Linked DNA regions of Mus musculus: regions 2, 3, 4, 5, 6 and 7 are each linked to region 1. Evidence: chromatin contacts called from public promoter capture Hi-C data. All regions are on one chromosome and are shown on one strand. Each heading gives the region's core, a stretch centred on a gene start, on an enhancer-like site or on the middle of the called end of the contact. The rest is flanking DNA. Distances are from core to core; before and after follow the strand shown.

Region 1 (2,914 bases), core at 208-2,707:
ATGATCACGGACTAACCCTCTGAAAAATATAAGCATGCCTCCAATTAAAACGCTTTCTTTATACGTTGCTATGGTCATAGTTTTTCATTACATCAACATAACTACAAAAAGCCTTTAAAGTCAAAACAAGCCAAAAATAAATAAATTTTTGAAAAAATCCAGCTAAGAATGTAGGCCTTGAAACAGCCCATCAAATTCTGGGTCACAAAGGTCTCAAAAGGCTCCTGCTCCCCACAGAGATGGGGGGGCATGAAGAGAGACAAGTCCTAGCCAAAAGCTATTGATTTGTGAAAGATATATATGAAAGTTGCTAAGAGTCTGGGCTTTGAAGTCATATACCCAGAAATCAAATGCTGAGTCTGTCCCTTCCTTTGTGTGACCTTAGCCAAGATCCTTACTTCTCTGAGCTTATTTGTGTCTTTTGTAAGATGGAAATCGGGGATTTTTGTTTATTGGTTTGTTTGATTGGTTTTACCTACTAACCCAGACATGCTGTGAACATAAGAGCCAGCACTACAGCACTGGTCGTTGAGCCTCACAGCAATCCTCTGAGGGAACATTTTCAAAGGGTTTCATTTGGATCCAGTTTGGCCAACAATCACCATGTGATTCTACAAGTGGCTTTGCCTGAGTCTGTTTCCTTCTCTATAAAGTCAATATACCAAGGTTGTTGGGAGAATCGACAGGAATGAGGAAGCTTCAAAAATGTCCTTAGTGCACAGTCTAGAAAATAGAAAGCTCCAGGACTTTCCCCAGTGCCCACAAGATCCCAGGATAGTAGGAATTGAGTGTACTTGGGGTCAAAGGTCAAAGGTGCAGCTAGCAGCAGATTCTGTCGGGGGACCCTGCACCCCTCTTTTTATTATTTTATTGTTTGGTTGGTTTAAAGTTTTGTGTGTGGTGTTGGCTATCCTAATCAGGGCCTCACACATACTGGGCCTGAGCTACACCCCCAAAACTTGCACCCCCTTTTAATATGCACATAGCATGAGGTCCACACAGAAGCAACTTGTCCAGGATCATATGGTTCGCACGATGAGGAAGCCTGGACAAGAAGCTGAGTTTCTGAAACATACCTATGAAGTGACAGAGTGGCTCTTCGACCCTCTCCCACCCACAAGTCCGGTACGACGCGTGCCTGTCAGGCGCGAGTGGCCCAGCCCGCAAGCGGGGCGGGCCCTCAGGGTACGGTGGCCAATGAGCGGCGCGGGGACATTGGTGGCAGGGGCTGCCAGAAGGGGGTCTGCGCGCGCGAGCCCAGACCGCTCGGCGGGGCGCGAGGTCGACGTGCGCAGGAGAGAGCAAAGAAGCTGGGAACAGGTGCCGGGTGCGCGCTTATGCGCGCGCGCCGGGACCACCCTCTTTCCCCCATCCCCCCCACCCGGGCCCCCCGCCTCTGGGTACCTCATTTGCATGCTGCCTGGGCTCGCGTGTGTACGCGCGCGCGCGCCGGGGGCGACGGGCCGAAGCGTGGGAAGGGGCGGGAGAGAGGGGGCCCAGCCCCTAGGCGGCGGCGGGGCGGGGGTGTGGGAGGTAGCAGAGCGTGAGCTGGACCCCGCCCCTCGGCACGGAAGCCGGGGGCCCCTCCCTCCCTTCCCTGCTGCCAGCGCCCGCGGGGAACAAAGAGGATGCCCTGGGTCCCAAGGCCCCGACACGCTAGCAACAAATGCGCCTGCGTATCAGGCGCCTTCGTGTGCCCAGTGACAACGCACAAAAATCCCCAACCACCTGCAAAAATGCCTTTCCTCCCACGAAGCCTTCCCAACCCGGTGACCCAATCAAATACAGGTACCGGATAGATGAGAAGCGGGAAATGGCTGCTAAGTGCCCCTAATTAATATGGCGCCCATCAGCTTCAAAGAGCCATGGAGTTAAAGTAGTAAAATGGTGCTTGGTGTTTCCTAACTCTGAACAAGTTTGACCACTTGGATTTTTCTCCCTCTTCCCGCATCCTTCCCAGCAGAAGTCAAAGACTAGAAAAAAAAAGCAATCTTATCTAAACACATCTATGTTAACTCTTTGTAACCGCACCGTGGGCTACGAAATGCTGCACGCTGAGAGTATTGCCCTTAGTCTATATGGCGCCGCGGGTAACTTAGGCCCCGCCCCTGCCCTGCCCTCAACAAAGATGGCGCTAGCCTAGCTTCTTTAACCTCCGCGGCTGGAAATAGGAAAGGAAAACACAGAAGGGCGGGGCGGGGGCGGGATAGAGAAGCCAAGAAGGAGGGGTAAAGGGGGGTTGGGGGGGCGTAGAAGAGAGCTGAGGCGGAAGTCGAGAGGCCCCTCAGGTGGAAGTGACGCTGACCCCGCTACCCAAAATGTCGGCGCCCAGAGGGAGGTGTAAGTAATTAAACAGGAAAGCGGACAGACTTTCCCGGCCCCCCGGAGGCCTGCCTGGTCTCCAGGACCTCCGCAACGCAAAAGCAAGGTGGTCTTGCCTAGTTCCTGGGCCGCTTGACCTGCCCCCGACTCGGGCGCCCGAGACTGCACCTTGTAGGGGCAGGGAGAGGGGTACAAAGGGCCAGTTTTCCGGGCCTTGTTCGCAAGATCGAGCAGGGGTGGGGGTGGGGGCCGGCTGCACCAGACACCGTAGGGCGCAGGAGGGGCGGAGCTTAAGGTGGTCGGGGCGGGGCAGAACTGGAGGAGTAGCTTGTTGAGGCGTGGCTTATAGTTGGAGGGGAGGGGTTTCAAGAAAGTGTGGAGACTGGTTAGAAAATGGAGAGGTTTATATAAAGTGGGGCCTAGCAAAGAGGCGTGAATCTCATGAAATGGGGGAAAGGGCCTTGGTTGAAAAATTGAAGAAACTTCGTAAGATGAGGGGAAAACTGGGGTCCAGTAAGACAACAGAGGCCCAGAGTATGTTGTGTGAAGTTTGCCTGAGGTGTGACTTAAAGAAAAGCTTACCTTGACAAGG
Region 2 (2,916 bases), core at 163-2,662, about 25 Mb before region 1:
CATAGAGAGGCCCTGTCTCAAAAACAGAAAGGGAATGGGGCAGGCTTATGGTACTGAGGTTTCTATTTAATTCAGATAAAGAAATGAGATGACATTTACCTTCTAAATCTGGCTGATCTGGACACACACCGTTGCGGCTGTGTCCACTGACTCTGGATGCTATGGACACACACCGCTGTGGCCGTGTCCACTGACTCTGGCTGATATAGACACACACCGCTGCGGCTGTGTCCACTGACTCTGGCTGATCTGGACACAAACCGCTGTGGCTGTGTCCACTGACTCTGGCTGATATGGACACACACCGCTGCGGCTGTGTCCACTGACTCTGGCTGATATGGACACACACCGCTGCGGCTGTGTCCACTGACTCTGGCTGATATGAACACACACCGCTGTGGCTGTGTCCACTGACTCTGGCTGATATGGACACACACCTCTATGGCTGTGTCCCACTGGCTCTTAAGTACTGTGTGCAGCTTGTTTTAATCATGGTGATGCTGCTCTCTGTAATAAACTTCCGTTTATCACCTTCTGGAGCAGGGCATGGTAGTTCACACCTGTTATCCCAGACCTTGAAAGTCAGGAGGACGGCCTCTGAAGGGTGACCAGGGCTAAACAGCAAGATCCTGTCTAAACAACAAACCAACAGAAACCACTTGACAAGAGGATCTGGAGTTCAGGTCAACCTTGGTTATAAAGAGAATTGCAAGCCAGCCTCAAAATCAAACCTTACCTGTGTCTCCTCAGGAACTCTCTAGAGAAGGGACGATGTCTGCTTGGGGTACCCTGAGCGTTAATAACGCCCCCCCCCAAAAAAAAACCACCCCGACTGACAAAACACTGTGTTAAAAATAAAAAGTCGGCTATATTGCCTGTAGATTGCCTACGCCGCACAATTAACTTACAGAAAAATAACAATGCTAATTAGTTATTATCAGCTATACATTTTCCCTCCCACAGACACTCCAGAAGACCGCACTTACTAATCGTAATTTGAAAAGAAAATGAGATTTAGGAAGCTTCCGCTATCTCTATAATCTCAGCCACTCCTGTACAGGGATCCATCCAGTCGAGACCCAATCCCCAAGAACCATTCGATCCGCATACAATGTCTCCTCCCCACAACAGCTCGCTCCACTCACAAAGCGCCACAGCTCGAGCCCAACTCTTGCTCACGCTCATTTTCCTTACCTCGCAGTTTCTCTGCCGTCCAACTCCTCCCAGATCCAGCCGCGCATGCAATCTAACCTCCCTATGCTTTCTCTCACACACGCTCAGGGCTGTCATTGCGTACTCTTGCACCTACAGGACGAGGCTTCCTCTTGGTCAGACTGCCAATGCTGGGTTGGTCTTAGCGCTGGGGTCCTACATTCCGGTCTGTGGCCCCAACTTCCAGCAGGAAGTCGAATTCGGAACAGCCTCCTTAGACAGATTTCCGCCTGGGGATTGGATGACTCAGCCTACTCGAGCCATGCGCCTCCGGTCACCAGCACGGCCTTGAACTACATTTCCCAGAATACCTCGGTTCCCTGGAAACTCGCAGTGCTGAGATAGTGCTGGGTCGAGGAGCCTGATCTAGGTCTATGAAGTCTTTCACCGCTGGGATTTCCTCACGATTCCGACGAATAGCCGAACACTTTGTATCTGTTGTTCAGGCCACAGCTTTCAGCCCCTGACATTTCCAGGCGTTGTATTTCCCTCTCCTGGGAGCCTTTTTTAAGGAGTGGGCAGGGTACTCCTGACAGGTTTGGGGAGAACTTTAGGGATAATGAGACGCCTTTGGTGCCAAGGGTTTGGATGCACCATCCTGTGCAGTGCAATGAAGCTGACTCCGGGAGATCCGGAGCTGTGTAGAATTGTTATCATGTGTCTGGGTGGTAGTCTAGGGGATATGGAGGCAGAGAGGATTCCTTGATTGGTGAGTATGATCGCATCCATTGTGTGTGTGGCTGGAGTCTGTGTGACCGTTTTGTGCCATGCTTTTTTTTTTTTTTTACCAGTGTGAGGTCCCTCGAGTGTGAGGTCCCTGGGCTTTTGTGTTTGTGAGCATTTGCCTAACTTTGGGAGCGTGTGAGGTGACCGACTGAGGTGTGACTGCTTCCCAGTGGACCTTTTCTAATTTCGGTAGAGGTAAGGTGAGGGTGGGGGCAACAGTGACTGTGATTGGCTCTCCCTGTTAAGGCTTCCGTGTGGGGTGGATTGTATTTTCGTTTGAGGCACCCATAGCTTTTGTGTCCCCGTGGTGTGGGATTAATTGGAGAGTCACTATAGGTGAGGCAACTTTGTACCTTTGTGACTCCAGCCAAGGGGACTTGTGTCACATCCTGGGGGTAGACTCTGTCCTTATCTACAGTCACCCTACTTTTGTCTGGTGTTTCCATTGCATAGGAAGCCCCTAGGCTTCTCTGATTTCTTGATAGGTGCTATGGCTGTTGGGCCAAAATGATCTCTGAAATGGTTGAATATGCATCTACAAGAGCCTAGTGTGTGTCACACTTTTTTTTTTTTTTAATTCCCGAGTTCTGTCCTGTAGCTTATGATTTCCTGACATCCCTTTACTTTTGTCAAGATGTGGCTTGTTTTCCTCCTGTTGAAAATTCTGGCCCATCCTGTGACTGCATTCCTGTAGTGTACCCTGAAGTGGAAGTTTAAGGAAATGTCAGGTGATGCAGACCCATGTGATATTTGGAGAGAGTATAAATAGGAGTCAACCCACAGTGACTAGTGTATAGCTAGCTTTGCATTGCTTTGCTGGTTTCAAGTCTTTGCTGATCTTTGCTTCATTGTACCGTATTAACTGCTCTTAAGTCCTTTATCATCCTCCATTTACCTGATTTCTTTTCTTTCACAACACAAAGGACAATTCCATGGGCTGGTAGACTCTTCTACATGTTGAGCCTCCAGCTGCTCTTA
Region 3 (2,901 bases), core at 27-2,526, about 38 Mb before region 1:
ACCTCAAGCCAACCCGTTTTCTCTCTAGCAAACAGGCAGAGAGTCAGACTTGCCCAGACTCCTGATTCTTGCTGCTTACCCAGCTTGGGGGCAGGGGGCAGGCATCTGGCAAGTAACAGGGCCTCCACGGGCCTGGGTTTCCTCAACCACCCTGTTCGATTGAGAGTACAGAAGCTGTACAAAGGGATCAATCTCTGTACAGGAATTATATCTGCTGGTGCTTTGTGCCGACTTCCATGTGTGCTGTCTGGGTCATGGACATTAAGTCTGAGTCTGTCTCCTGAATCCTTCTTGTCTCATTCCTCAACTGCGGTACGTAGATGGTGGTATTAAATGATATAGCCCGTTTTTACCTATCTCAGAGGGTCTCTTGGGTGCATCTTCCTTATGCTAGGAAATTTGAAGGACACAAAGGGGGATCACAGGACAATGGGGACAGACAAACATGAATTGCCACCATCTTTTTTTCAGTACAGATTAGGCTAAGCATTGAGAGACTGGCCTGGGAACCCAGTCTGATTCAATGCTGGCTACAGCAGCTTCTCTCTGAGGAGAACCCAGGGCCTCAGGGGTGCTGCCCTCAGACTGCTCACGGACACTCCAAAGTCTTAGTTAAGCTGGCTCCTTTGAACTTGCTTCTCCAGCAAGCACAGGTCTCCTTCCCTTCCTAAATAAAAAACTGTCGACAAGCATCCCATGGCTATATGGGTGAGGCGCTTTCTGAGTCCCATGGAACCAGATGGCTCTCCATGTGGCTGTACATTTAGAGCAGACAGTGCAGCCTGCAAGGTAATGAGTGATGAAACCGCAGGCCCCACATAGAATTCTCTATTCTGATTCTCTCTTGCTAAGTGCCAGTTTTGTGCCTCAGTTTCTCCACGTGTTAAATAGGGACCATGACTCCTCCAGCCCACAGTTATCAAGGGACTGAGAGAGAGGGGAAAAGGGTCGTCACCTCAGAAGGATCTGATTGTCAAAATCTCACAGCCCTTGATTTTTGCTCCAAGTATGACTGACGTCGGGTCAAAGGGCAATAGAAATTGACTTTTGAAAGGTTCTCTTATGTGGGGCACGCTCCTGCTCTTGGACGTTCATAGCTGCGGTCTCAGGGTGCTGGGACCTAGTCGGGGTGGGGAAAGTCACCTTCACAGCGAAGTCGATGACCCTCTTGACAGCCACGAGCGCGCGCAGCTCCGCCATCTTCCTGCAGCAGTCACTGGCCGGGTCAGGTTGCTCCTAATCCAGATAGTCACACACTCCGCCCCGTATCTGTCTCTGCGCCTGCGCGCCGCAACACCGACCAATCAACCGTCGCACAACTCAGAAAAAGCCAATAGGAAGCGGAATTCAGGGAGAGGCGGGGTCCACGGCGGACCGCTGGGTGGAGGGGGCGTTGCACAGAAGTAGGGGAAAGGGCATTCCTAGGAGTGAAGTTTGCTGAGGGCTTATTTATCCTAATGCTCTCCTCGTAACTCCTGTTGTCCCCAGATCTGCAATTCACTTCTAGATCCCTCCTTTCTCAGCACTCCAAGCCCCCATGTCTGTGTTCCCACGCGCACCCTGTGCCTTTTTTCCTACGCCCCCAAGGCCTTCCTTCACTTGCTTGCCGCCGCATTCTTTCTGCAGATTCCCTCCTTATCCTTGCGTCTACACTTTACTTCCTTGTGATTTTCCCGTGTCCGCTCATCCCCACCTCCTCCCGCGACTGCGTGCTTTATGACTCTCCCGAGTCCCATATTCTCTCCCCGTGCATTCCCCGGGTGCGCTCGTCCCCGCCCCTTCTTCTACGCCTACATCCGCTAGGACTACCCGGTGTCAGCTTGTCCCTACACCCTCTCCCTGCTTCCGCATCTGCAAATCCCCAGGGTACACACCTCGTTACAGGGTTCAAGTCTCCGTTCCTACCCTCCCACATTCCTTCTGACCTCCTTAACTCTCTACAAGCCACTTTATCCGTGTCTCTGTAGTCTCCAAGCTTCTGTCTCTACGTTCCGCAGAAAAGCACGCAGGGGCGAGGCTAAAAGCCATTCCTTTATTCTGCCCCAGGCAGGCCGCATTCATAGGCATACCGGGAATCCGCTGATGGCTTCGGTGCTCTGCAAGATCATGTCGGCAAGCAGAAAGCAGAAGCCTGGCAGGAAGGGAGTACAGAGCCCGGGGAAGGAAGGTGGGCTATGGGGCGGATGATCTGGCCTGCCTGGGAGCTAGGGATGGGGGTTCCAAGGGCGTTTCCATCGGGTGTCTTGGAGTGCAGGGGCGGGGAAGTCACTGGAAGTTATTGTGGACTTTGCTAGGAAGAATAGGTGACTGGGAAGTTTCTGGGGAGGGGAGTCCTCTAGAGGGGTAGTCTCCACCCTCTTCCCCTCGTGCTGGTTACCCGCAATAAACAAGAAGGGTAAAGCCAACCATCCGAAAAAGTAGGACCAGGAGAAGAAGACTTCTGGCTTCCAGGCATTCTTTGAAGTGTATACGGCCAAGGCAATCAGCAGCAGCAACCCTGGGCCACGCCCACCCGTCAGGTGAGCGTGGCCAGGTAGAAGCTGCACCCAAGCCCACCCCTCAGAACTGCCCTTGTCTCTGACTTATCAAACCACGCCCAGCTTCCCTTTGGCTTCACCTTCGTGGGCTTCTTGCTCCTCCTCTTTTCTTTTTTTATTAAAAATAGATTCTTCCTTTATACAATCTATCCCGACCACAGTTTCCTCTCCCTCAACGTCTCCCAGCTTCCCTCATCTCCCCTCCCACACTTCCTCCTCTTCAGAGTAGAGTAGGTCTCCAAGAGAGGACAGTCAAACAGGACAAAAAGAGATACAAGGAGACAAGGCAAAAGCCCACGGAGGATGGGCAAGAGAACGCAACAGGAGGCGAAGAGTCCCAAGAGCAGAAGAAAAGAGTCAGAAA
Region 4 (2,700 bases), core at 166-2,665, about 22 Mb before region 1:
TTTTAACTTCTTCTCCAGGTTCAGGGAGGTTACTATGGAGACCTGGCAGCCCGCCTGGGCTATTTCCCCAGTAGCATTGTCCGGGAGGACCTGACTCTGAAACCTGGCAAAATTGATATGAAGACCGATGTGAGTGTCTTGGGGGTGGAGGTGGGAGTAGGATGATAGTTCCTTTATTTGCTTACCTGTTTATGAGAAGTAATTATTTTTGTTGTTGGTATGTACCCAAGCTGGCCTCAAAATCACTAGCCTCCAGTTTCAGCCTCCTGAGGGCTGCTGAGTTTACAGGCCCTGCCCAGTGCTGAGTGATCTCTAATTGGGAAATGGCAGAGGGTGCAGTACTGGAAGCTAATGTGTTCATTTCTGGGTGATCAAACCTAGTCCTTGCAGCTATAACTTTGTTAGAACCACTAGGCGCATTGCAATGTCATCACTGGTTGGTTTTCTATCTACTCTTTTTCAGCAATGGGATTTCTACTGCCAGTGAGCTCAGCCTACCGCTATCCCTGCAGTTACCCTTCCGGCTCTATGCAAATACAGCAGCCAATGGCAAACTATTTGTCTCTTTGGTTTTTGGGGTTGGGTGGGTATGTGCAAAGAATGTTTCACGGGTTTCTGAATATAGCCAATTAATGCCCTGAATGTTGTAACGTCAGTGGCTACTAGGCAGAATTTCACTTTGCAAGCCCTTTGCTCCAAGGTAAGGTTTGGGACCCCCAAGCAAGGGGGTAAACAGTACAATATATGTACGCTTTCCTCTCTTTTAAAGGGAGTTGAATCATTGGTATGAGCCAATAGATCCCGAGAAGCGCATAGAACGTACAGTTTTTTTGTTTTGTCTTTGTTTTGAGGGTTTCTCTATGTAGGCCCTGACTGTTCTGAAACTCACTATGTAGACCAGGTTGGCCTTGAACTCAGCGATACATCTGCCTCTGCTTCCTGAGTACTGGGGTTGAAAGCATGCGCGACCCCAGAGCCCGACCAACAGAGGTTTTTCTTGTAGATAGGGATAAATGTGCGCGTGTCCTCAGCTTTCCTCTTTCCGGTCTATGGGGTTAGAAATTACACTCAGCAGCCTGAGATCCATTCTTCCAACTCTGTCCATCCTGCCCTTGCTCCTTCTTGGCATTCTTGTCCCCGCCCCGTGCCTACGTATAACCAATACGGAGTCTAGTCTCTGCTCCCCGATATTTGACCAAATCCGTTCCACCGCTAGGGCAGCATCTCTGCCTCCGCCCTCTCCCACTTGCTCCACCAATCGCTCTTCTATGTCACGCCCCTTTTGACTCGGCCCCTCTCATGCCACCAATCCGCGCCGCTTATCCCGCCCACTGCCTCCTGAATCCACCAATCACTGCGTTGGGCGAGCGTGGCCTGGTATCCGCAGCTCCGGAGGCTCGCGCGGGAGGGGGGGGGGCGGTGAAGGCGGAAGTGGCGGCGCCGGGTCCAGAAGTGGAAAGGAGCTGAGGCTGCAGCCCGAGTGGAGCGGCTGCCAGCCGAGGAACAGGCGCGGCTGCGGCGCCATATTGCGGCCCTCAGCGGTCGCCACTGAGCCATGGCCGAGACCTACGGTGAGGCTGATGGGCCGAAGCAGGGGGGGCTGGGCCCGTAGTGGATGTGGATGTGGAAGTGGGGCGGGGCTTTCTGGTCAGGTGGGCGGGGTCTGCCCGGATACGGGGCAGGGCTAAGTGGGTCTGGGGCTGAGCTAATCGATTTGGGTGGAGCTTGAAGAGGCCGCTGTACGGGTTAAAAAGATCTAGGGCGGGATTTAAGGGACCTAGTCTTGGTAGATTAGGGTAGGGGGTAGGCCTTGAAGAGGGAAGCAAGCCTTCCTGGGCGGAGCATGAGTGGATAGGGCGGGGCTGACGGTGACCAGCAAGGGTCAGGTTTTATGGACTACAGAGAGAGCCTCACAGATGCTGTGCACCCTGCACACTCTGTGGGCTGATCTGGTTTGAGAGGGCTGGAGTGATGTTCTTGAGTTATAGATTTGAAACTTAGCGTCAAGAAATGCGGCATAAGTTTAAGGATAGAGGCCAGGGGTTCTGGACAGAGGATGGGGAGACAAGGTTCAGAGTTAGGCAATCAGTATGGATGTACAGTGTCAGGTGGGTAGAGGTAGGTTGGAAGGCAGTAGAAATCTCTGACGACAATCAGAGACAGCTCCATTCATTGAACACTCATAGAAAAGCCACAGAATCTGGTGCACACTTACCAGAGGAGGTAACCAGTTTAGGACATAGGCCCAACGTCAGAGGCCTTGACAGAGTGAATGAGTGAGAGGGGGTAGGAGGTGAAGTGAAGAGGAATGGAGGTCAGATTTAATTCTTGTTGAAATGGCTTTTGAAATGCATCAGGTAAGGTCTTGCATTGTGGAGACCTTTAGTTTGGGTTTGTAGCTTAGCTGTGCCTAGCTGTGTAGTCTTGCTTTCGTCAGTTAACCTCTCTGGCCTCATTTTCCTAGTCTGGAAAGTAGAAGTCCTTAGTATACTTCCTTCTTTCCTTTTTAAATATTTATTTAATGTATATGAGTACATTGTAGCCGTATTCAGAGCCACCAGAAGAGGGCATTGGATCCCATTATAGATGGTTGTAAGCCACCATGAGGTTGCTGGGAATTGAATTCAGGACCTCTGGAAGAGCAGTCATTGCTCTCAACTGCTGAGCCATCTCTTGAGCTGTATAATTTTATCTTTAGAG
Region 5 (2,818 bases), core at 30-2,529, about 22 Mb before region 1:
GGTACCCTTTCCCCCACCTTGGAGTCTGACAAGTCTCCTTGCCCCTCCTCTCTGCACTGTGGACACAAAGACAACTTCTCATCCGCAAGGGCCGGAATGACTGCGGATGTGCCACTGTGGGCCTGAAATAGAAGGGACTTCTGCACTCCAAGAGGTGGTGGTAGGGGATTGCTGTCCCTATAGCCATATCTCGGTCCCTTCCCGCTCGCCAACCCCACCCCAGGTGCTGGGGCTCCATTCTTTTTATGCAATAACTGAGCTTGGTGGGGCCGGGCAGGGAGCCAGTTGAGCCAAGCTCCCTGCCCAATCGTCAGATCCTGCCCCAAGAAGCTGGAGTGGCGAGGGATCTAGGAGGTGGTGATTTGTTGGCCTCCTCTCCGCCCTAAGGATGGACAACGGGGGCGCTGGTGAGGTCCCCTGGACCATCCAGGGTGCTAGGGGGTGGGGAGGGGACACACTCCCTCCCTGCCTTTACCTCACTTCCAATGCTGCCTTGATCTGTCTGGGAAGAGGGAGGACAGGGGCCCTTAGCCCCTGTACTCCGCCATCTCAGAGCCATGCGGTTAATTCCTGACTTAGTTTATTTTTGCAAAAACGTAGACCCCCCCTCCTTCCCCCCGCCCCGCATCCGCGAAGGCTTTTAATAGGAGGGGAGTCAAAGTTCAAAACTGTCTTCCTCTCTCCTCCCCGATTCTAGCTGTAAATGCCACTTCCCGAGGGGGAGGGGGTGGGAAAGCCCTCCCCCTGCATGCTTCTGGCTGGAGCACCTCCCTGGGACGGAGGGAATCAGGGTTACAGGCAACCCCCGTGGCTGCTTGGAGACGCTGCCAAGGCAGGGGGTGCGGGGCGGTGTGGCAGGCGCACACTGTATGTACCTATAATAAACCCTTTGGCTTTGACAGTCTTCGCTGGTTTGTTCGTGTATCCGAGACAGGATTGGAGGGTGGGCCGGTGTGGGGACGAGGTCGAGAAGGCAGTCTCCTAGACTCTACAAATACCTAAGCCTTGGTATAGGCTCATTTCAAGATCTGCGCACGTACTCCTCAACGAATCGCCTACATTCGTTATGTATTATACCAAAATAAGGGAACCTAGAAAAGGGGGGGGGGAGTTACTAAATCACTCCAAAGGATCCCCAAGTGCGCCCCGTCGAAACCAGGAAAGACCGGCCCTCTTTAAAGAGTCAGAGACCGTAATTGCGTTGAGCGAGCTCTCTGTCCAATCGCCGGTGGATCCTGGAGTCTCTAGGCCAATGAGCAAGAGGAAGAGGCGGGGTCTATGCACACCCGGAAGTGGGTGCGAGCCGGCCGGCTTGCGGGGGGGTGGGGCTATGGCCGTCGCGACGACTGCAGTGGAGGGGGTCCCGAGTCGGGGAGCACCCGGGGAAGTGATTCATCTGAACGTAGGGGGCAAGCGGTGAGTGTGGGAGATCCTCGAGGCCCCATCCTACGGGACCGAGGCGGGATGCCCGCCTCTTCTGGGGGTGGGGGTGGTAGTCCCTGTCCATCAAGAATTGCTCCGCCTCAAGCTGGAGGCTTGGCGCTTGAATAAAAAAGAAAGAAAGAAAGAAAGAAATGCCAAAGGAGAATGCATGAATCTCAGTGGAGGAGGCAGCGTCCTCACCTCTTCTTCTCTTTCCTCTCCTTACCCCATCGCCCAGGTTCAGTACCTCTCGCCAGACGCTTACCTGGATCCCAGACTCCTTCTTTTCCAGGTGATTAGGAGAGTCTGGGGCGAGGGTAGGAGGGAATGAAAGAAGAGGGTGTGGGGAGACCCATTTCTACAATACTCACCTCTGCAACTCGGCCCATGTCTCCTCCTCGGTTTCCCCTTCCTGTAGTCTTTTGAGCGGACGCATCTCAACCCTGAAAGATGAGACCGGAGCTGTGAGTAGGGCTAGATCAAAAAACGGGACTCCGGGTGGGATGGGGGACAGGAGCTCCTACTTATTCCAGGTCTTTTCCATGACCCCCACCTCCATCCCCACCCCACCATGCAGATCTTCATCGACCGGGACCCCACCGTCTTTGCCCCCATCCTTAATTTCCTGCGGACCAAAGAGTTAGATCCCAGGTTGGTATGGGTAAATGGGTGAATTCTGCCACTGTATAAAATCTCTCCTCGAAAAGTAAATGTGTTCCATTCTATTAGAATTATTGATCATGTTATATTCCTTCCATTAAAATATGCCCACACATTTGCACCATTCTTCATCCTTGTTATCTAGATTTTAAAGAAAGTATGTATTTGTTTGTTGGCTTGAGATAAGGCCTTGCTCTGTAGCCCTGGCTGTCTAGAACTCCATCCAGATCAGGCCAGTCTTTATCTCCCATGTCTTGGATTGGCAGGTGTACCCCACCCTCAACCTCCCTAGAATTTTACGCCGGTTGAAACTAGCCAGGCTTCGGTAGTCTCTGGGCAGTTTCAATACCTTTCTCCTTGCAATGTGCTGTTCATGCCTATGCCCTAGATTTTTACACCCAAATCTCCCCTATTACCCAGGGGTGTCCATGGTTCCAGCCTCCTCCATGAAGCCCAATTCTACGGACTCACTCCACTGGGTAAGTGAGAGTCCCGTGCCGTGCCCCACCCCCACCCCAACCCCGCCCCCAGTCAGCACCCTCAGTTATTTCCTGAGCAGAATGCCTCTCCTCTTTGACTCTCCCAGTCAAAAAGACTGTTGGGTTAGAGCTAAGAGCACCGGATTTGGGTCTGGCTCTGAAGGGGTCGGGGTTGCGGGGGAGGGGATAGTTACGTGGAAAGACAGATGAGGAAGGGGACAAGGGTCTGCTTTAGTTTCCCTCAAGATGAAGTTTTG
Region 6 (2,700 bases), core at 67-2,566, about 40 Mb before region 1:
TGAGTTCCAGGACAGCCAGGACTATACAGAGAAACGCTGTCTCGAAAAAACCAAACCTAAACAAAACAAAACCAAAACAACAACAACAAAAAACAAAACAAAACAAAACCAAGAACAACAGCAACAAAAGTTAAGTAAAAGCAAGAATTTGTGCTTAATAAAGATTCCCAACTGTCCATAAGTGGGGAGTGCGGAGAAACAATCTCTGAATGTTTTCCATCTGAGATTCACACAAGTATTTCAATCTTTTGTGAAAAAGCTGGTATTATTACTTTTATGGGAGAGGGGTTGAGGCTACTTGTTTATTCACATTTAGCTGATGGCCAGGTCTCACTTCCTAGCTCAATTTGGCTTCCAACTAAAAGCAATCCTCTTGCCTTGCCTGGGTCTGTTTGCTTATTGCAGGCATGGGTCTGCACCCAATTTGCCTTTTTTATATTTACTTCTTCCTATTATGAAGCTGAATGCAAAAATAAATTCTTGTATAAAAAAGTTCCTGGGCTGGAGAGATGGCTCAGCAGTTAAGAGCACCAATTGCTTTTCTGAAGGTCCTGAGTTCAAATCCCAGCAACCACATTGTGGCTCACAACCATCCGTAATGAGATCTGATGCCCTCTTCTGGTGTGTCTAAAGACAGCTACAGTGTACTCACATATACATAAATAAATAAATCTTAAAAAAAAAAAAAAAAGTTCCCGAGGCGGGGACATCAAGAGAGTCCAAAGTGAACAAGATCCAGAATCAGGACATGTGAGGAGGAGGAGAAGGAGAAGGAGAGAGAGGCGAGCCAGGAGAGTAAAGGACCCAGTAACCAAATCGGCTGGATTATAAAGGGAAGGGCAGCCCAAGCCCTGAGCTGGAGAAGTTTAAGGTATGAAAAGCCTTTAAGCTTTTTAGGCTTAAAACCATCCTGTAACCATCTTGCCATCTCCAAATTTAAAATATTTAGAACCAACATACAGGGCTGGAAGAGGAGCTGCTACCGCAATAATGGGGAGGTAAAGGCAACAGGCTCAGAAGTTTAAGGCCACCCTTGAAATAAGAGATCCTGTCTCAAAATCAAGACAAAAATTTTTTTAAAAAGCAGCCATGCAGCACCGCTACAAAAGTAGAGAACTTTAAACTACTCAAAAAGGTTAAAACCTGCTTCGTTAGCCACCTGCGAAAAGAAACGAAAGAACTTTCCGGAACTTTTTTCTGAGTCCCAGAGGGGAACTACCAGAAGAAATAAACTTCCGGTGTGCCACTTCCGGCCGAGGCCTCACAGTCGGTGGCGCCCTGGCAGACCGGAAGTCTGTCACCTTTCCCGGTCCGCCTACTTCCGGAAGTGACGCGCAGCGGGGTTGCCGGAAGAAGTGGCGAAGTTACTTTTGCTTTTCGCTCAGCAAGCGCTGTTGCTTCGAGCTACTCCCAGGCTTCTGAAGTTACTTCCAAAGTGCTGTGGAGGCACAATCACCGGTGCGGACACAGAGGCAAGTGCGCCGGGCGGCCGGGCAGGTGGGACTGAGCCCGGTACGCGGATCGCCGTGGGTCCCGCTTAGCGCGCGCATCCTTCCCTCACTTTCCTCGCAGCTCTCGCCTCCCACGGCCGTTTCCAGGGCAACAGAGTCGGAGACCCCCTGCGACCCCCCTCCCGATCGCCGGTGCAGTCATGAGCCCCGCCTCCCCCTGGTGCACGGAGAGGGGCGGGGCCTGGAACAAGGTGGGCGTGACTCTACGGGGCGGGGCGTAGGGAAAGCCTATGGTTGGTGGGCGGGGGCGGGACACAGATGGGCAGAAGGCCTGCTGTAGATAGTCTGTGATTAAAGGCTTTTGATTCTTGGGGCGGGGCCTAGACCACTGTTGGGGGGGATTGGGAGGGGCAGAGGCATGGAGGGCGTGGCACAGTGAAGACCTATAATTGGCTTTGGGGGAATGAGAGGGGCGGAGCCTAGGAGGAACGGGGCGGAATTTGGGTTTCTGCTCCAGAGTGGGAAGGGGTGGGGCCAGGGACTTGATGGGATGGGTAGGGTCTGGGGTCTGTATTGGGGTGCGTTAAAGCCTTGAAGGAGCCTATGGTAGAAGGGTAATGGTTGCGCCCTGATGGGAGAGGCGGGGCAAAGTTAGGATCTCCCATGATAAGAGCACAGTTGGTGCTCACAGAAGAGGAATAGAGTTGTTGGGCTCTCTGAGGTCATGATTCGTAGAGAGGTGGAAGGAGCAGTGGGCCGGGTTGGGCATGTTAAAGTGTGTGATGTTTATTAGGAACTAGGGCTGGGAGTGGGGGCTCAATATAGAAGTTAAAAACACTGAGGTGTGGCACAGTCTTGTAATGGCAGCACTTGAGAGGCCGAGGCAGGAGTGCGGAAGATCCCAGGACAGCCTAGAGTAGTGTGTTCCAAGATTTTGGAGGTGGTTCAAGCTGTTCAGCCACATAGTTCGGGTAGCCTGAGCTGTATGAGATCATGTCTCAAGAGTCCGTGAGCACTGGAAGAAGAGACACCCCTATTATGCCCTGTAATTGGCTGGCTCCCCTATGTTCAGCAGGCTGCTTCGTGACCCACTATGTCTTCCCCCACAAGTTCTCTGGACACTCCCGTGCCTGGTGAGTGACGGGCTTTCCCTAGCCAGCCCCTTCCACAGTGTTGGAGAAGCTCACTGTCCTGTCTTCCTTTTCCTAGGGAATGGTTCTCCTCAGCCCAGTACCTCCGCCACGTCACC
Region 7 (2,700 bases), core at 18-2,517, about 21 Mb before region 1:
TCCCATCCTGTTCCCTTGCCTCAAGGCCTTGGCAGCGGCTGTTCCTTTTGCCCTGAAACGTCTGCTACTGGGTGCCCATTTCCGGCTGTTTTCCTCCTGCCCCCCAATTCAAGTGCCACTTGCACAGAAAGGCTTTCTCTGATCTCAGACCTCCACATCCCAAATCAGCCCCCAGCACATCACTTTCTTTTTTTCCCTAGAACTTACAATAATCTTGTATATATTTTGTGCTCTTTTCTTTGAGACAGGGCCCCAAACTTGTAATAGAAGGCTTCCTAGGTGCTGGAATTACAGATATGCATAAGCACACCTAGTTTGTCTACTGGCCTGAGGACAGGAAGTGTGTGTGTGTGTGTGTGTGTGTGTGTGTGTGTGTGCGCGCGTGTTTTCTATGTCACAGCCCCATATGCTTAGGGGCTATGTTTTCCGATGGTGAGATAACATGAAAGACAAGGATAAAGAGAAGCAAACAGTATGAGTTCATTGGAGAATCGAGGAAGGAACATGGAGACTTAGGCTAGGGGAGGGAGCTGGGTATTGTTTGGGAGATGAACAAGGTGTGAGGAGGATACCTGTGTGGATGCCCCACTTGCAAAAGAGGCTGCTTTCCGAGAAACCGGTGGCCCCTATGATCTGCCCGATCACGTGCACTTCAGCCATGGCTCTAGGAAAGGAAAAATTCAATCACAACCCTGTGAGGTAACTGTATTATTTCCATCTGACAGCTGGGAAAACTGAAGCCTATCACATAAAGAACAGCACTGTGATTCTAAGCTAGTTCCACCAACCCACTGACAATGTGGCCTTCATCACAGATACAAGCCACGTCCCCAGAAAAGCCCAAGAAAAATGGGGAAGTCTCCCAGAGGTGTGGGAACCTGCACCAATAAATAAACCAAGGCTCAGACGCTTAGAAAGCCCCGCCCCAGGGTTGTGGCCCCGCCCACATGTGCAAGGCCCCGCCCCTTCGCGGCAGATCAGCCAAGCTTCAAAAGGCGCATGCGTCTCGTCTCGGGTGTAGGGCCGCTTTACCCTTGCCCGTAGGCGTAGCGCATGCGTCATTCCTACCTCCGCGTACTTGACCGTTAGAAGTGAAAGCTGCCTCGGGGATGGTAGTTCACGGGCTTCTTTGCGGGCGCCGTCGAGACTAGTCTCGCTCCCCTCCCGGGCCCTTCCAGGCGGAGGGAGATCTGAGGTAGATAGATCCGCAGCCTCGCTCTCCTGGGGTGCCCCGACTGTTGCTGGGGCAACAGCAGGTTCCTCCCCTGAGCCCGCCCTGCGTGCTGATGATTGGTGCTATAGCTGCCCTCTGGGGGGCGGGGCGTAGTCGTGATGGACGCGGTCATTCGGGACTTTTTTGCGAGAATTGCATAGGTCTTGCTCCTGCGACGCCTTACGCCCCAGAGTGGGAGGCCTGGCGGGTTATCTCTATCAGCAGTTGAGGAAGTTAGAACGCCAACTGTTTCCTCTCCATATCTTCTTCACGCAATAAGCAAATCTATTGATGCTCTTTGCTTCCTCAAAACAAAACACCTTTCCTGTTCAGGATCACAGCCAGAATGGAGCCAGCCGACACTAAACGGGCACCTAAAGGGACTCCCATAGTAGTCATCTCTATGTTGTAGCTGGAGGGGAAAAAAGGACCTCCATATTCTGACACTAGAGAAATTGGGAAGTGGGTTTCTCTTCAGTTTTCAGAGCTTCCTCAGATTTCTCAAGGACTGAGAAGTCCAAGTTCTTTCTCAGAGTCACTGCAAAGTTCATTCTAGCAGCTGGTTTTGAACAAACAGGTTGGAGTAAAGATAAATGAGGAAGACGGGGCTGGAGAGATGGTGCAACAAGAGCGCTTGCCTCACTTCCAGAGAACTGGAGTTCGGTTCCCAGCATTCTGTAACTCCAGCTCCAACTCTGCCCTCTTCTGGCGTCCCAGAGGACACTTCCCACCCTCAACCCCTGCCCCGCGCACAGGTGGCATACACAAATAATAAAAATAAATCCTACAAAAGGAAGGAAGAAGCCCCTTTGGCAGGAAGTCAGGGAAGAAAGCCTCTCTCCTTTATATATATATATTTTTTTCCCAAGTCGGAAACAAATTTTAAAAATTTTATGATGAGTATTGTGGCTCATGAGAGACTGAGGCAGGAGGAATGCTGCAAATTTAAAGCCAGCCTGGGCTATTAAGTGAGTTCCAGGCCAATCCCCCTTAAACAAACAAACTAAAACTAAAACAAGAACTTAAGTCGTGTGTGTGTGTGTGTGTGTGTGTGTGGTGTGTTCAGGTGTATGGGTGGTTGTTTGTATGGTGCATATGTAGAGGCCAGAAGATAGCTCGTCTGTGTGGTGTGTGTGTGTGTGTGTGTGTGTGTGTGTGTGTGTGTGTGGTGTGTTCAGGTGTATGGGTGGTTGTTTGTATGGTGCATATGTAGAGGCCAGAAGCTAGCTCACCAACCTCCAAGGTTGTCCCTAGAAGCTATCCACTTTTTTTTCCTTCCAATTTTCAGGATATGTGTTACCAACACTAACACCACTGTTTTTGTGTGCTTGCTTTTTAAACATCTGTTGTTTGCACTGGTGTTTTTCACGTATATCTGAGCACCAGGTGCATGCAGTGCCTGCCAAGGCTACAGGAGAGTATCTGGCGTTCTGGAGAGTGCATTGCAGGCAGTAGTGACCACCCAGGACACACGGTAAGAATGGAAC

What was found. Promoter capture Hi-C pulls out the DNA fragments that hold promoters and counts their contacts.
Region 2: a promoter capture Hi-C map of second pharyngeal arch cranial neural crest shows a contact between it and region 1. The contact joins the promoter of Zfp790 here to the promoter of Zfp524 in region 1. A contact is called at or near these places in 3 of 39 promoter capture datasets (cranial neural crest, pre-B cells and second pharyngeal arch cranial neural crest).
Region 3: a contact with region 1 is called in a promoter capture Hi-C map of pre-B cells. The contact joins the promoter of Etfb here to the promoter of Zfp524 in region 1. A contact is called at or near these places in 3 of 39 promoter capture datasets (cranial neural crest, frontonasal cranial neural crest and pre-B cells).
Region 4: a contact with region 1 is called in a promoter capture Hi-C map of pre-B cells. The contact joins the promoter of Rab4b here to the promoter of Zfp524 in region 1. A contact is called at or near these places in 5 of 39 promoter capture datasets (cranial neural crest, frontonasal cranial neural crest, maxillary cranial neural crest and 2 more).
Region 5: a promoter capture Hi-C map of cranial neural crest shows a contact between it and region 1. The contact joins the promoter of Shkbp1 here to the promoter of Zfp524 in region 1. A contact is called at or near these places in 3 of 39 promoter capture datasets (cranial neural crest, maxillary cranial neural crest and pre-B cells).
Region 6: a contact with region 1 is called in a promoter capture Hi-C map of second pharyngeal arch cranial neural crest. The contact joins the promoter of Nr1h2 here to the promoter of Zfp524 in region 1. A contact is called at or near these places in 4 of 39 promoter capture datasets (cranial neural crest, maxillary cranial neural crest, pre-B cells and 1 more).
Region 7: a contact with region 1 is called in a promoter capture Hi-C map of the HPC-7 cell line. The contact joins the promoter of B9d2 here to the promoter of Zfp524 in region 1. A contact is called at or near these places in 3 of 39 promoter capture datasets (the HPC-7 cell line, cranial neural crest and frontonasal cranial neural crest).

Annotation. Positions count from the first base shown.
Region 1 is chr7:5,014,051-5,016,964 of GRCm38.p6, reverse strand. Zfp524 (zinc finger protein 524) reads right to left here and starts at 1,457. Exons shown (of 2, transcript NM_025324.2): 1 at 1,405-1,457. Fiz1 (Flt3 interacting zinc finger protein 1) reads left to right here and starts at 2,237. Exons shown (of 3, transcript NM_001110329.1): 1 at 2,237-2,340.
Region 2 is chr7:29,814,568-29,817,483 of GRCm38.p6, reverse strand. It overlaps Zfp790 (zinc finger protein 790), which reads right to left and starts at 1,412. Exons shown (of 5, transcript NM_146185.2): 1 at 1,195-1,412.
Region 3 is chr7:43,442,447-43,445,347 of GRCm38.p6, reverse strand. It overlaps Etfb (electron transferring flavoprotein, beta polypeptide), which reads right to left and starts at 1,276. Exons shown (of 6, transcript NM_026695.3): 1 at 1,144-1,276. The coding sequence starts at 1,200. It overlaps Cldnd2 (claudin domain containing 2), which reads right to left. Exons shown (of 5, transcript NM_028849.1): 4 at 2,378-2,497; 5 at 2,028-2,131. The coding sequence ends at 2,058.
Region 4 is chr7:27,177,598-27,180,297 of GRCm38.p6, reverse strand. Rab4b (RAB4B, member RAS oncogene family) reads left to right here and starts at 1,415. Exons shown (of 8, transcript NM_029391.2): 1 at 1,415-1,571. The coding sequence starts at 1,556. It overlaps Mia (melanoma inhibitory activity), which reads left to right. Exons shown (of 4, transcript NM_019394.3): 3 at 19-129; 4 at 464-557. The coding sequence ends at 487.
Region 5 is chr7:27,354,469-27,357,286 of GRCm38.p6, reverse strand. Shkbp1 (Sh3kbp1 binding protein 1) reads left to right here and starts at 1,279. Exons shown (of 18, transcript NM_138676.2): 1 at 1,279-1,416; 2 at 1,661-1,714; 3 at 1,841-1,886; 4 at 2,000-2,073; 5 at 2,503-2,561. The coding sequence starts at 1,331. Sptbn4 (spectrin beta, non-erythrocytic 4) reads left to right here. Exons shown (of 36, transcript NM_032610.2): 36 at 1-904.
Region 6 is chr7:44,552,581-44,555,280 of GRCm38.p6, reverse strand. It overlaps Nr1h2 (nuclear receptor subfamily 1, group H, member 2), which reads left to right and starts at 1,316. Exons shown (of 10, transcript NM_001285517.1): 1 at 1,316-1,472; 2 at 1,573-1,702; 3 at 2,527-2,584; 4 at 2,661-2,700. The coding sequence starts at 2,545.
Region 7 is chr7:25,679,347-25,682,046 of GRCm38.p6, reverse strand. B9d2 (B9 protein domain 2) reads right to left here and starts at 1,267. Exons shown (of 4, transcript NM_001362154.1): 1 at 1,069-1,267; 2 at 573-664. The coding sequence starts at 660. It also overlaps a transcript of Tmem91 not described here.